Linked DNA regions of Mus musculus: all the other regions are linked to region 1. A link is a contact called in public HiChIP or PLAC-seq and promoter capture Hi-C data. All regions are on one chromosome and are shown on one strand. Each heading gives the region's core, a stretch centred on a gene start, on an enhancer-like site or on the middle of the called end of the contact. The rest is flanking DNA. Distances are from core to core; before and after follow the strand shown. Region 1 holds the start of Hoxb4 (homeobox B4). Region 2 holds the start of Mrpl10 (mitochondrial ribosomal protein L10). Region 3 overlaps Gm38961 (a long non-coding RNA gene). Region 4 holds the start of Pnpo (pyridoxine 5'-phosphate oxidase).

Evidence for each region. Promoter capture Hi-C pulls out the DNA fragments that hold promoters and counts their contacts. HiChIP or PLAC-seq counts read pairs in DNA pulled down with a chosen protein or histone mark.
Region 2: a contact with region 1 is called in a promoter capture Hi-C map of embryonic stem cells, with 3 times the contacts expected there. The contact joins the promoter of Mrpl10 here to the promoter of Hoxb4 in region 1. A contact is called at or near these places in 5 of 39 promoter capture datasets (HPC-7-derived erythroid cells, the SN4741 cell line, embryonic stem cells and 1 more) and 2 of 115 datasets of contacts at active chromatin or transcription factors (embryonic stem cells and memory CD8 T cells).
Region 3: a contact with region 1 is called in an H3K4me3 HiChIP or PLAC-seq map of bone marrow-derived macrophages, with 2.5 times the contacts expected there. The contact joins the enhancer-like site here to the promoter of Hoxb4 in region 1. A contact is called at or near these places in 8 of 115 datasets of contacts at active chromatin or transcription factors (bone marrow-derived macrophages, craniofacial prominence, differentiating embryonic stem cells and 5 more) and 2 of 9 other capture datasets (adipose tissue and liver).
Region 4: an H3K4me3 HiChIP or PLAC-seq map of bone marrow-derived macrophages shows a contact between it and region 1, with 3 times the contacts expected there. The contact joins the promoter of Pnpo here to the promoter of Hoxb4 in region 1. A contact is called at or near these places in 3 of 39 promoter capture datasets (the 3T3-L1 cell line, the C10 cell line and embryonic stem cells) and 2 of 115 datasets of contacts at active chromatin or transcription factors (both in bone marrow-derived macrophages).

What each region holds. Positions count from the first base shown.
Region 1 is chr11:96,316,895-96,319,641 of GRCm38.p6, reverse strand. Hoxb4 (homeobox B4) reads right to left here and starts at 1,375. Exons shown (of 2, transcript NM_010459.7): 1 at 419-1,375. The coding sequence starts at 872. Mir10a (microRNA 10a) reads right to left here and starts at 2,477; the gene lies at 2,368-2,477. It also overlaps a transcript of Hoxb3 not described here.
Region 2 is chr11:97,040,159-97,042,935 of GRCm38.p6, reverse strand. It overlaps Mrpl10 (mitochondrial ribosomal protein L10), which reads right to left and starts at 1,354. Exons shown (of 5, transcript NM_026154.3): 1 at 1,284-1,354. The coding sequence starts at 1,335. Lrrc46 (leucine rich repeat containing 46) reads left to right here and starts at 1,567. Exons shown (of 8, transcript NM_027026.2): 1 at 1,567-1,853; 2 at 1,964-2,069. The coding sequence starts at 1,832.
Region 3 is chr11:96,895,006-96,897,705 of GRCm38.p6, reverse strand. All of the region lies in intron 2 of Gm38961 (a long non-coding RNA gene), which reads left to right. Among named protein-coding and RNA genes, the nearest start is that of Gm38961, 6.2 kb to the left of the region's middle. Within about 2 kb of position 1,300, at least 21 of the 459 cell types and tissues checked have an H3K27ac peak or open chromatin away from gene starts, as enhancers often do. A contact at or near this core is called in adipose tissue and bone marrow-derived macrophages, where this site is marked.
Region 4 is chr11:96,942,618-96,945,607 of GRCm38.p6, reverse strand. It overlaps Pnpo (pyridoxine 5'-phosphate oxidase), which reads left to right and starts at 1,589. Exons shown (of 7, transcript NM_134021.2): 1 at 1,589-1,877. The coding sequence starts at 1,740. It overlaps D030028A08Rik (RIKEN cDNA D030028A08 gene), which reads right to left and starts at 1,462. Exons shown (of 6, transcript NR_003293.3): 1 at 1,394-1,462; 2 at 515-763.

The sequences.
Region 1 (2,747 bases), core at 126-2,625:
ACTTCTCCAGCCAAGGTACCAGATTGGAAGAAAGGGGAAAAAAAAAAAAAAAAGAAATCCAGGAAGTTGATTCAACTCTGTGCTTAAATAGGGATTACCTCCTCCTCTTCCTTCTCCTCCCCTCCTCCCACACCCCTCCCCAACTTCCAACTTTACTGGGACTGCGAATCCCTGGCGAAAAAGTCGCTGGGAGAATGAAGAAGAGGATGACTTCAAAGGCGCAGGGCCCACTAGGCCATAAAAATTTATGGGCGATGTAATTATGTGGCTCTGAAAACAGGAGACCGTAAATCTCTGGCAATGGCGAGTTTATAGCGGGGACAATTGGCTTCCCCTCGCTCCCTCCCCCACATGCCTCGGAGGTCCCTTCACTGTAAAGCGCCGGGGGTGGGAGGGGAAGGGGTGCCCACGCACTCACCCGTGCTCACGTGAACTTTGCGCATCCAGGGGTAGACGACGGGCTCTTTGCACGCGGAGTGGGACGGGCTGGGATGCAGGGGGTTCTGGGCGCAGGGAGGCGGCGGGGGGCTGCTGCTGACCGCCTCGCTGCGCTGCCCGGGCTCCGGGAGGAGGGCCCCGGCTGTTGGCTGCACTGGAGCCCGAGGGGACAGCCCGGGCGGTGGCGGGGGCGGCGGGGGCGGCGGAGGTGGCGGGGGCCCGGGGTCTCGGCAGGCCGCGTAGCGCTGCACAGTGCACGGCGCCCGGCGCCCAAAGGCCGCCTCCGGCTGGAAGCCGCTCTCTCGCCTCTGGCCGCCGGCGTAGTACCCGGGCGAGTGGTCGCTGGGTAGGTAATCGCTCTGTGAATACTCCTCGCACGGAGGGAACTTGGGGTCGACATAGTTTGAGTTGATCAAAAAGGAACTCATAGCCATTAATTTCTGGGAATTGCCCACAAAATATACTAAAATTTATTCCGACCCCTGACTCGTTTTCCTGTTTCCGAAAGCCCTCCTACTTACTGTCAAGTGAACAAAGTTAGAGGCCCACGTGATCCTCCGAGCCAATGGCCACCCGGCCTGCGATTCCCGGATAAGGAAATCTGCTCACCCGGACCCTACTCCAGCCAAAGAGGTTTATTTCCCCTTCTCTACCCCTCCCCACCCACCCAACACCAGGATTTACATAGGGCTCCCGCGGGGAGACCCCCTCCTCGCCTGGCTTTCTCCACAACAGAGAGGGGTGATGAACTAAGAAAGAGTGAGCAGGTTAATTGGAGGGCCTGTTTGGGGGTGAGGGGGCTGGGCAGAGCACAAACCCTGCATCCCTCAGAAGTTGGGGCTGCGGGTGTAGCCCCCACCCCTGCCCTACCTAATCTCCACCAACCTTTCTCTGACTCCCATAGGGCCCCATCTCCTCCCCAGGATAAGAGGGAGCTCACGCACTAGGTGTCTGTGTGGGGTTTTAAGTGGTTGGCCGACCAGGGAGCGCCTTCTTGAAATGGGTACCCACTAGGTCATAGGGGCGCTGAGCTTGGGGCTTCTCAGTGCAGCCAGATGGGGAGGGGTAGGAGGTGAGTGAGGAGGCGTCGGGAGCTAGAAGGCGGGTGCGCAGAGGGACTTGTCAGAGATGAATGGAACCGCGAGCAGATCGATAGGAAATTCACGCACTAATTCGGGGAGACTTCGCCTTCCAAATCGCATTTAGCTGCACTATGAGCATCGGCTGTGTCCGTCAGTCTGTCCTCCTCAACACTCCCTCCCTTTAACCCACAAGGCCCAAGGTCAGAGGAACGGCTGGACTCCCTCCACTAAAGACAGAAGATACAATGAAACCAAACCAAACCCGCAAGTTCCTAAAACCAATTGAATAGTAATTTGCTAATTCCAGATTCGTCGAAGCAATGCTAACCAAGAGTTCTAATTGCCGCTAAAGCCGCCGCCTCTGTCAGTGTGGCAGAAAGAAATTTCACAACCTTGAATACTAAGTAAAGGAGCCCTAGCTGTGACGCCCCCACCAACATCACACGCACAAGAACACCCATGGCAACCTTATGTTTTCAGGGCATCTTGTCTTGAATTCAACGAAACAGCAATCTTCGCATCCTTTTAAAAAGCAAATTTCCTTTGCCTTTGCACACTGCAGCCTTCAGCAATCTTTTTTTCCTCCTCATGATTTCCAATAAAGCCCCCTGGACCCAGAATAAGAATAGGTAGGTTGGGGCTTAAAGATAAATTTTAAAACACCAGTAACATTAATCTCTTGAGTGAACAAGGACCCAAGCTTCCAGGGGTGTGCATGGGGACACCTCAGGTAGATGAGATTTCTCCCTCATTGGTTGAGGGAGGAAAAGAAAAGGAGTCTTCTTGAAGGCAGTCACTGGATTGTCCTCATTTAGAAAATAATCTATTTTTCTTCTGGGAAAGAATATGAGCGGAGTGTTTATGTCAACTACATATTCCCCTAGATACGAATTTGTGACCACAAAATTCCTTACACAAATTCGGATCTACAGGGTATATACAGAAGACAGACAGGTCTTCTTGGCCCAGGAAATTTCCAGTTCTCTTACTTTCCGTGCGTTCTTCTTTTGGGTGTGATCTGAATGTTTTCATTTTTATTTCGTTTTGTTTTAATTTTGAGATCTGGGAGCAGAAAAGTCACTGTGGGTCCGTTCTTGGGATTACAAGGGGTTTCAACTTTCTATTCAAAAAATAAAATAAGATTTTTTAAAAAGGCAGCTGTTGTGCAAAGGGACTCGAACCTCGTGGCTGCCGCGCGACTTTCGGTGGCGCATGAATTATTAGATG
Region 2 (2,777 bases), core at 105-2,604, 720 kb before region 1:
CTGAGGCTCCTATGACTTGAAGCAAGTAGGGGGTAAAAACACAACAACCTCACAATTCGCCCAAAGGAGTCTTTCTTCAGGTCAGATGGTGAATACCTGAAATCCGAGTTCAAGATCAGCCTCACTAATGAGACCCTGACTCAAACTGCAAAACTAAGGCCTGCGAGACGACTAATCCAGTGCAATAAATGCACTTCCCACCAACTCTGACAACCTAAACACAACCCTTGGAATCCCCCTATGATGGAGAAAAGAAAAAGAGGCACGCAAGCTGCCTTCTGACCTTTTTGTGCCCAATAGCACAAAATGATGATAATAGGAAAAGCTTGGAAGGTCCCCTCTGCACCCAAGGACATTCTTCAAAGCTCTGAGCCAACGTGACTCTTTCAACCCTAACATAAAGACCAATAGCGTCGTTTTGTAGGGAAAAGATCAGCTAGAAGACTCCAGGTAATATAGAGGATTGCCAGGGTGAGAGGTTTTATGGTTAAGGGCCACAAGAGCTGTTACGAGTGCCTTTGGGATGAGATGGGGCTGGAGAGATGGCTCAGCGGTTAAGAGCACTGACTGCTCTTCCAGAGGTCCCGAGTTCAATTCCCAGCAACCGCATGGTGGCTCACAACCATCTGTAATGAGATTTGATGCCCTCTTCTGATGTGTCTGAAGACAGCAACAGTGTACTCACTTACAGAAAGTAAATACTTCTTTAAAAAATAAAAATAATGCCTTCCTCCCAAGGTGCCTTTGCTTTGAAGCAATGAGTACAATCCTACAGTATGGTGTCAAATTTACCCATTAAATGCCTGATGCCTATTAACAGCAGACACCACAGCTGAGATGGACACAGTGAAGTTTAACAGATCAGACGAGACACGTGCATAAACAAAACTAGACTGAATTGATAAAAGTAAATTTCACCAAAGAACCTGCTCTTTATGGAGAGAGGGTAGTTGAGAGAAGACTTGAATCTGTGTTTGGGCTAAGACCTTAAGAAGGAATACATAAATTTTCTGGAAAGGACTCTCCGGGACCAGGAGTAAGAACTGAGCGAAGGGTTAGAAAAATCCAAAGCGAGGTCCTGTGATTCCCGGCTTGGGGGGAGGGGCTGTGGAAGGGATGTCACCGGCAGGTAATGACCCAGTCAAATCAGAGATCCGGCTAGTGGCAGGGTCTCCTAGAGCTGTCGACGGTCAGAGATTACGGGAAAGGTCAGAAGGAAAGGAGGGTGGCGAGGGCTAGAGAGCGCCATCCTGCGTGCAGGGAGGCCCTGGGCCACTCCTTACCCGCCCGGGGCGGGAGACCTCCACGGAGGATCCCGGCCACCGCCGCAGCCATCGCTACAGGAAGTTCCCATGCGCGCTGCGCGGAGACGGAAGTAGCTAAGGATTGTGGGGCAGCAGTAAAAAAAAAAAAAAAAAAAAAAAAAAAACAAAAACCCGGGCCCGGAAATAGTGGGCGTGGCGCCTGATAGGGCCGCTATGCGCATGCGTGGAGCTGGGCCTCTTTCTCCTCTTCCCCCCCTCCCCCCGTTCCGTCAGACCTGGCGTCCAGTCTCCTAGCAACGACGCGAGACCTCAAGGAACGGTTCTTTCTATTCCTTCTGGTCCTTTCAGTTTAAGGCCAGTAAAGCCACGCTACACACCTCTAACTCCAGATCCTTCGTTCCCATTTACTCCTATTTTCCACCGCACCCCCAATAATTCTCAGAACCCCCTGCCCTTGTCTCCTCAGTCTTCCCTCCAACCTGGGTTCAACCAGCCCAACCGTCTAAGCTTCTCTGCTCGCCTTCGTCCATCTACCTGCCTCAAGCAGCCGCTGTTTATTTTAGATCATGCCAGGAGACGAGCAGGAAGGTGAGTTGACAGAACAGTTGGGCAACAGTGAGGTCGGTCGGGTTTCCAAAAAAAAAAAAAAAAAAAAAAAAAAATGAACCCAAGGCGACAAAAGGCTCATCTTTCCCCAGCTAAGAAAGCTGCCCAGAGAACCGAGGAAGGTGTCCACATTACTGAAGCCCTTATCACCAAGCGGAACCTGACCTTCCCTGGAGATGAAGACCTGTCAGAAAAGATGTGAGTGGACAGGAGAGAAAGGGGTGATAGAAGGCGGGAACAGTGACGTCCAGGTTGCTGAGCTGTACTGACTTTGAAACTTTCTCTCCTTACTTACTCCACTTACTAATCAGTATTACTTTCCGGTTGGTTTTTTTACTTTTTTTTTTGTTTTGTTTTGTTTTGTTTTTTTCGGGACAGGGTTTCTCTGTGTAGCCCTGGCTGTCCTGGAACTCACTCTGTAGACCAGGCTGTCCTGGAAATCAGTAATCCACCTGCCAATGCCTCACAAGTGCTGGGATTAAAGGCGTGCGCCACCACCACCCAGCGGTTTTTACTTCTTGAAGACGATTTTTTTCATACATCCTCAGCTGCCTTGGAGGTCACTACCTCACCTCTTAGCAAACTTCAAAATTCTCCGCCCAGTTCCCAGTCTGGCCTTCCCATACTGCTGTTACACCATTGATTGTTATAAATGATAAATCTAATTACTCCCTGGTAGAAACTTCCTCAACAACCTACTACAGCCAGAGTAAAATCCAAATAGCATTAACCAACCTTATTTACAGCTACATTCTGCAAGTGTGCAATTCCTCATACCATGTTCTTTTTTTCTTTTCTTTCTTTTCTTTCTTTTTTTTTTCTTTGGTTGTTTTTTGTTTTTGTTTTTTTTCCGAGACAGGGTTTCTCTGTGTATCCCTGGCTGTCCTGGAACTCACTTTGTAGACC
Region 3 (2,700 bases), core at 51-2,550, 580 kb before region 1:
GCGCAGGAAGGAGCTCTGATGCTTCATATTGTCAATCAAGCCAGGACACTCTCGATAATTACAAATAAGGTTCCTTCCCTAGAGAAACGTATTCCAGGTCATCCAGTGGGTGGAAACATAGACCAGCACGGCTGGCCAGCCTGGATGAACCACACCTTGGGCTCTTCACTTCTGGCTGTGAGTGTGGCTCTCCTCAGGTTAGAAGCAACTAAGAATCAGAGTAGCTACTGCCTAAGGTGAGAGGCTCCACAACTCCCGCCTGGGAAAACACTCAGAAAAGAACCTGACCACTGGCCCTGCCACACAAGGGTCAGTAGTTGTATTGATTTCTCATCACATCTCTGTGGATCTCATTTCCAGAACTGTGCTCATTCCAAATATTCCAAACCTTTGTCCCTAAGAATCCTTCTCCCTCCCACGCTGGACGCGTATTCTGATTTGGGGTAAGAAATAACACACAGTAACTCTTGTTTGGGTGATGGGAAATCGCCCATTTTGTCCATGTAGACGGAGGCTCTTAATGATGAACACAGCTAGCCCAGAAGGGAGGAACTGGCGCAATACAAAACAGGACCAGGCCAAAGATGGGTTGGAAAGGTCAGAGGTGAGCTGGTGGGCAGTGCCAAACGGTGCTTCTAATCTGCCCGACTTACTACTGGCATCATCTCAAGAGATAATTTAATGCCCTGTGGCCCTGTTCGCTCCCGAAGAAAGAAGACGACAATAACCAACAACACAACCAGCCCATGTTTTATGTGAGCACCACGTGTTTGTTCCCAGTGCACAGTTATTAATATCCTTGTCCCAGTGCCTCCTCCAAAGCTGATCACCACTGAATTATGGGCCCTGAATCTTAGTCCCTGCTCCCTTTACTGCCTTCTGTGATGCCCTGAAGAAGAAAAGAACCGGGCTCTCCTCTGCAGACAGGACCCAGAGCCCAGGACGGGTACCCATGTCCCCAGCTGGGAGCACAAAGAATATGGGAGGCAGGGCTGAGTCAAGGAGCAAGAGAGAAAGGGCCTCTCCTATGCGGTCTGGTGGTGAGAAGCAGCCTGAATGGAGCTCAGGGATGGAGCTCCTGGAAGACTCCTCTTCCACATCTTAAGCTCTAGGATCTAGCTGGTCTTGTTTTCCTAAACTTCACTTTCGTCTGTGAAACAGAAAAATGCTAAAGATCTTCTTTGAGCATTCCATGTGTGTGTGTGTGTGTGTGTGTGTGTGTGTGTGTGTGTGTGTGAGACGAAGAGCATGAGAGGGTCAGAGGGCAACTGGTGAGAGTTGGTTCTTTCCTTCCACCATATGGGTTCCTAGGGCTGAACCCAGGATAGCAGGCTTAGAATGGCAGATGACCTCCTATGCTAGTCTGTCTTACCAGGCTGGCCCAAAATAGAATTTTTTTACAAGAATCAAGCCTTTGTGTTTCTCCTTTTAATTGCATGTGTGCATGTATGTGTGTTTGTGTGTGTGTGCGCGTGCCATACCATATGTATGTGGGTACCCTTGAGGACCAGAACACAGTGTCAGATCCCCCCTGGAGCTTGAGTTACCTAGGTAGTTGTAAAGCCACTCAGAAAGGTACTGGGAACAAAATCTCTGTTCCCTGGAAGAACAGGAAATGATCTTAACCACTGAGTCATCTTTCCAGCGCTCAAAATAGAACATTTTAAAACTTCCCTTTCCCTTGGTCATTTTTTATTTATTTATTTATTTTCAGAGCTGAGGACCGAACCCAGGGCTTTGTGCTTCCTAGGCAAGTGCTCTACCACAGAGCTAAACCCCCAACCCTTTTTTTTAAAAAAATTCTTTTTGTTTATTTTTGGTTTTTGGTTTTTTTCGAGACAGGGTTTCTCTGTGTAGCCCTGGCTGTCCTAGAACTCACTCTGTAGACCAGGCAGGTCTCGAACTCAGAAATCTGCCTGCCTCTGCCTCCCAAGTGCTGGGATTAAAGGCATGCGCCACCACCACCGCCTGGCCCCCTTGATCATTTTTAATCTCTTATAATGTACTAGACTCCATGCTGGATACTTTATATTATATAAAGTACCAGACACACACATATACACCACATACATATGTACATACCACACACAAACACCACATACATACACATACCACACACACACACACACATGCTACACCATACATACACACACACACATACACACACACATATTCACACACACATACACATAAACACATACACATGCACACACATACACACACATACACATACACACACATACACACACACATATGTGTGTGTGTGTATATCATTCATATATATAATTTTTCCCATAGCCTCTGTTTGATTTCTCTACAAAGTCTCTATAAACAGCACAGAACTAGAGCTCCTCATGCTTCAAAACGCTTGGATTGTGTACATGAACCACCCTGTCCAACTTTTATGGATTTTTCAAAAAGATTTTTCAATAAAGATGTGTTATTTTCTTTTATTTTTTTATCTAGGTGTGTGTGTCTGTGTGTGTGTGTGTGTGTGTCTGTGTGTCTGTGTGTCTGTGTGGATGTGTGTGTGTGTCTGAGTGTCTGTTTGTTTGTGTGTCTGTGTGTATGCCATGTGTTTGGGTGCCCATGGAGCCCAGAAGAGGGCACTGGATCTCCTGGAACTGGAGTTACAGGCAGTTTTGAGCCACCTGACATGGTTGCTGGGAACTGAACCCAGGTCCTTCTGCAAAAGCAGCT
Region 4 (2,990 bases), core at 340-2,839, 630 kb before region 1:
GTTTTTCGTTTTTTTGTTTGTTTGTTTGTTTTTCCTTTTTAAGGCTGTGCAGCTGGTATTAATCCCATGATCCTTTCCCTCTGCCTCCCAAGGGCTGGAGTCCCAGCTGTGTGGCGCCACACCCAGCTCATGATCCTGTCTTGGAAGTCTCAGTACCTAGGAAGCTCTTGCTCCAAAGAAAGAGCAGCCCCGGGAATAGAAAAAGAGAGTGGACCTTATAAGGGATGCTGATGACTAACTACTACAGTCCACTGCAAGAGCCAGACGACTCTCCCCATCCTGCTCATGGGAGAAAACGACAATGCACCAAAAATTCTAGGCTAGCCTCACGTTTACTATGTAGCCAAGGCTGGCCTTAGTCTAAGTGCTGAGACAACCGGCAGGCATGCACCACTTTTCTCAGCAAGCTTCCTTCCTCTTGCTTCTGTGCAGCAGATTGCGCTGGCTCAAGCTGTAGACAGAGGATAATGAGTTCCCACTGCAGACACCAAGGCAGGCCAAGAAGGTCTCTTACCTGGCACAGTGCTGGGTGCCTGTCTACATGGCTCTTGGGGCTCCCACTCCGGATACTGGTAGACACCAGGGCTACAGAGTCATCTTCCACCACGGGCTGCCCCAGGCAGATCAAAGCTGGAAGAAGCGTTGTGAGGATTTCCTACTTCTCTCTCAGCCAGACATCCACCACGTGAAGTCAGCGTGCAGGCGCCGCACCTGTTCCCTGTATCCTTGGCTGGCTATTGCCAAAAACTATGCCTCCCACTACCTAGAAAGGAACAACAAAGAAATAAAAACAGCAACAACAACAAGAAGAAATATGAAAAGGAGGAAATAACCAAGTTGAAAGAGGTTTAGGAAAGGGACAGCCCTTCCATCTGTTAGAGCAGTGGCTAGTAGTAACTCCACTGCATTGGGTATAGGATGCCCTGAGCCCAGCCCAACCCTTAGGAAAGGGTTACAAGTTAGAAGGGAAGACCATTCTGCTCTGGGGTAGCCTGATTCCAATTTCTGTCTTCTTTCTATTCAGCTGACTCCCTTCTCGCCTCAGAGTCTCCTTCCTGACCCCAGAGTGCTTCCCCAGTCCCCAGAGTATCAGCCCACCACCACGACCCTCAGCACCTGCCCTGCGGTTTACAAGGCAGTTTCAGTCTCTCCTTACTCTCAAGCCACAATCTTCTCCCTCAGTCTCTCCCTGTGTCCCTAACACCTTTGCTTCCGAGTCCGGCCCCCAAACCATGTTTTCTTGCCCAGTCTTCCAACCTCCGCTGCGCCAGGAGGGGATCCCTGCCCTACGTTCTTCTTCAGTAGCCCGCCACTGGCCGGCCACTTACTGCGGACCTCTCCTCTCCAGCCCCGAGACTTCGCCCCGCCCTCGCCTTGGCTGCTGTCCCTATACCTTTAACAAACCTCCACGTGCTTCTTAAACGGCGGTGACAGCATTTCCTTGTCTCTCTGCTCCCGCCCCTGGAGGCGCTGCCCATTGGCTGCTGGGTTCCTTCATTCCCGCTCTAATTGGTCTCGCTCCAGGTAACTCAAACCAATAAGCTCTCCAGGTATGGATCCCTGCTCTGGTCCTGGACAGCTATTGGTTGATCCTAGGCACCTTGGTTCCGAGAACTTAGGACTTACTAGCTTGTCTGGGGCTCTAGTAAATTCTTCCTTCCCAGGCTAGACACACAGGCTGAGCAATTGGTTCCGAACCCAGGGCCAGGCGACGCTGGGTCACGTGGCCGACTGCTTACATGACGTGCGGGCTGCTGAGCGTCACTGTGACGTTCAGGAGACCTGCGAAGTGGACGGGCTACCTCCGTCACCTGTGCTGTCGGGGTGCAGTCATGGACCTGGGACCAATGCGCAAGAGTTACCGCGGGGATCGAGAGGTGCTGCCGCTGCCGCCGGGACACGGAAAGGGGGTGTCCCTAAATTAGCAAAGGGTTGGAGGAGCGCCTTGTGCTTTCAGGGGCCACTTACAAGGCAACGGGATTTAGGGGTCACCCTGATGGGAGAAGAGGGTTTCAGAGACAGCTACTGGGGAGGGCCTCAGGGGAACCGTGGATTAACGTGTACTCATAGACCCCTTGACATCAGAACCCACCTGTGTTGGAACCCAGCCCTTTTCTGACTGTCTCGCTGTGGACAATTTATGCTCTTTGGGCCTCAGTTTATCCACCTGTAAAGTGGTGATACCTACTTCACAAGGATGCTGTGGGTTTGGGGGTTTTCTCATTTTTTACATTTTTATACATTTAGAGTGTACATGTGTTTATACATGTATGACAGGCGACAACTTTCAGGAGTTTTTTGGTTTTTGTTTTTGTTTTTTTTTTTTTCCCACCATGTCGTAGGTCACCAGGAATGAACTCAGGTTGTCAGGTTTCGTGGTAGATGTCTTTACCAGTCTATATTTAGGCATTTGTAAAATGCTTAAAACAGTCATAAACGTGATATAAATTTATAAAGGAGCGGAAGCTGGGCTTGTAGCTGAGTGTTGTGGAGTCTTGCCTGGTGTGTATGAGGGTTCTGGGTTCCACCTTTGGCACCAAATGAACTAGGCACAGTGGATCCAGAGTTCAGGGTCCGGCTACACAGTGAGTTCAAGGCTAACCTGGAAGCTCTTCGTTTTAACCTCCCTCATCATGATCTTCTCCCCACTCAGGTCAGGGACCAAGAGATCAGTTCTGGGATTGGGATCCAGAGCTACAGTGGCCAAGTGTGCTTATCCGTGAACATCTGCAGGAGTGCTTGACTGAGATGTAGGCTCTTGTGAAACCTTAGAACTACTTCATGAAAAAGAATGAGGTGACCCACAGGAACTTCAGCACACTCCAGCCCTGGTTCATCCCTTCCTCCTTAGGAGACTCAGGGACTTACTGGGCCGTTTTATGCCTGTTTCACCATCTGTAAATGGACATAGAACCTACTTCCTGAGTAGTGTTTTGTTTGGTTGGTGTTTTTTTCTTTCTCTCATGGTCATCATTATGATGGCTAAATGC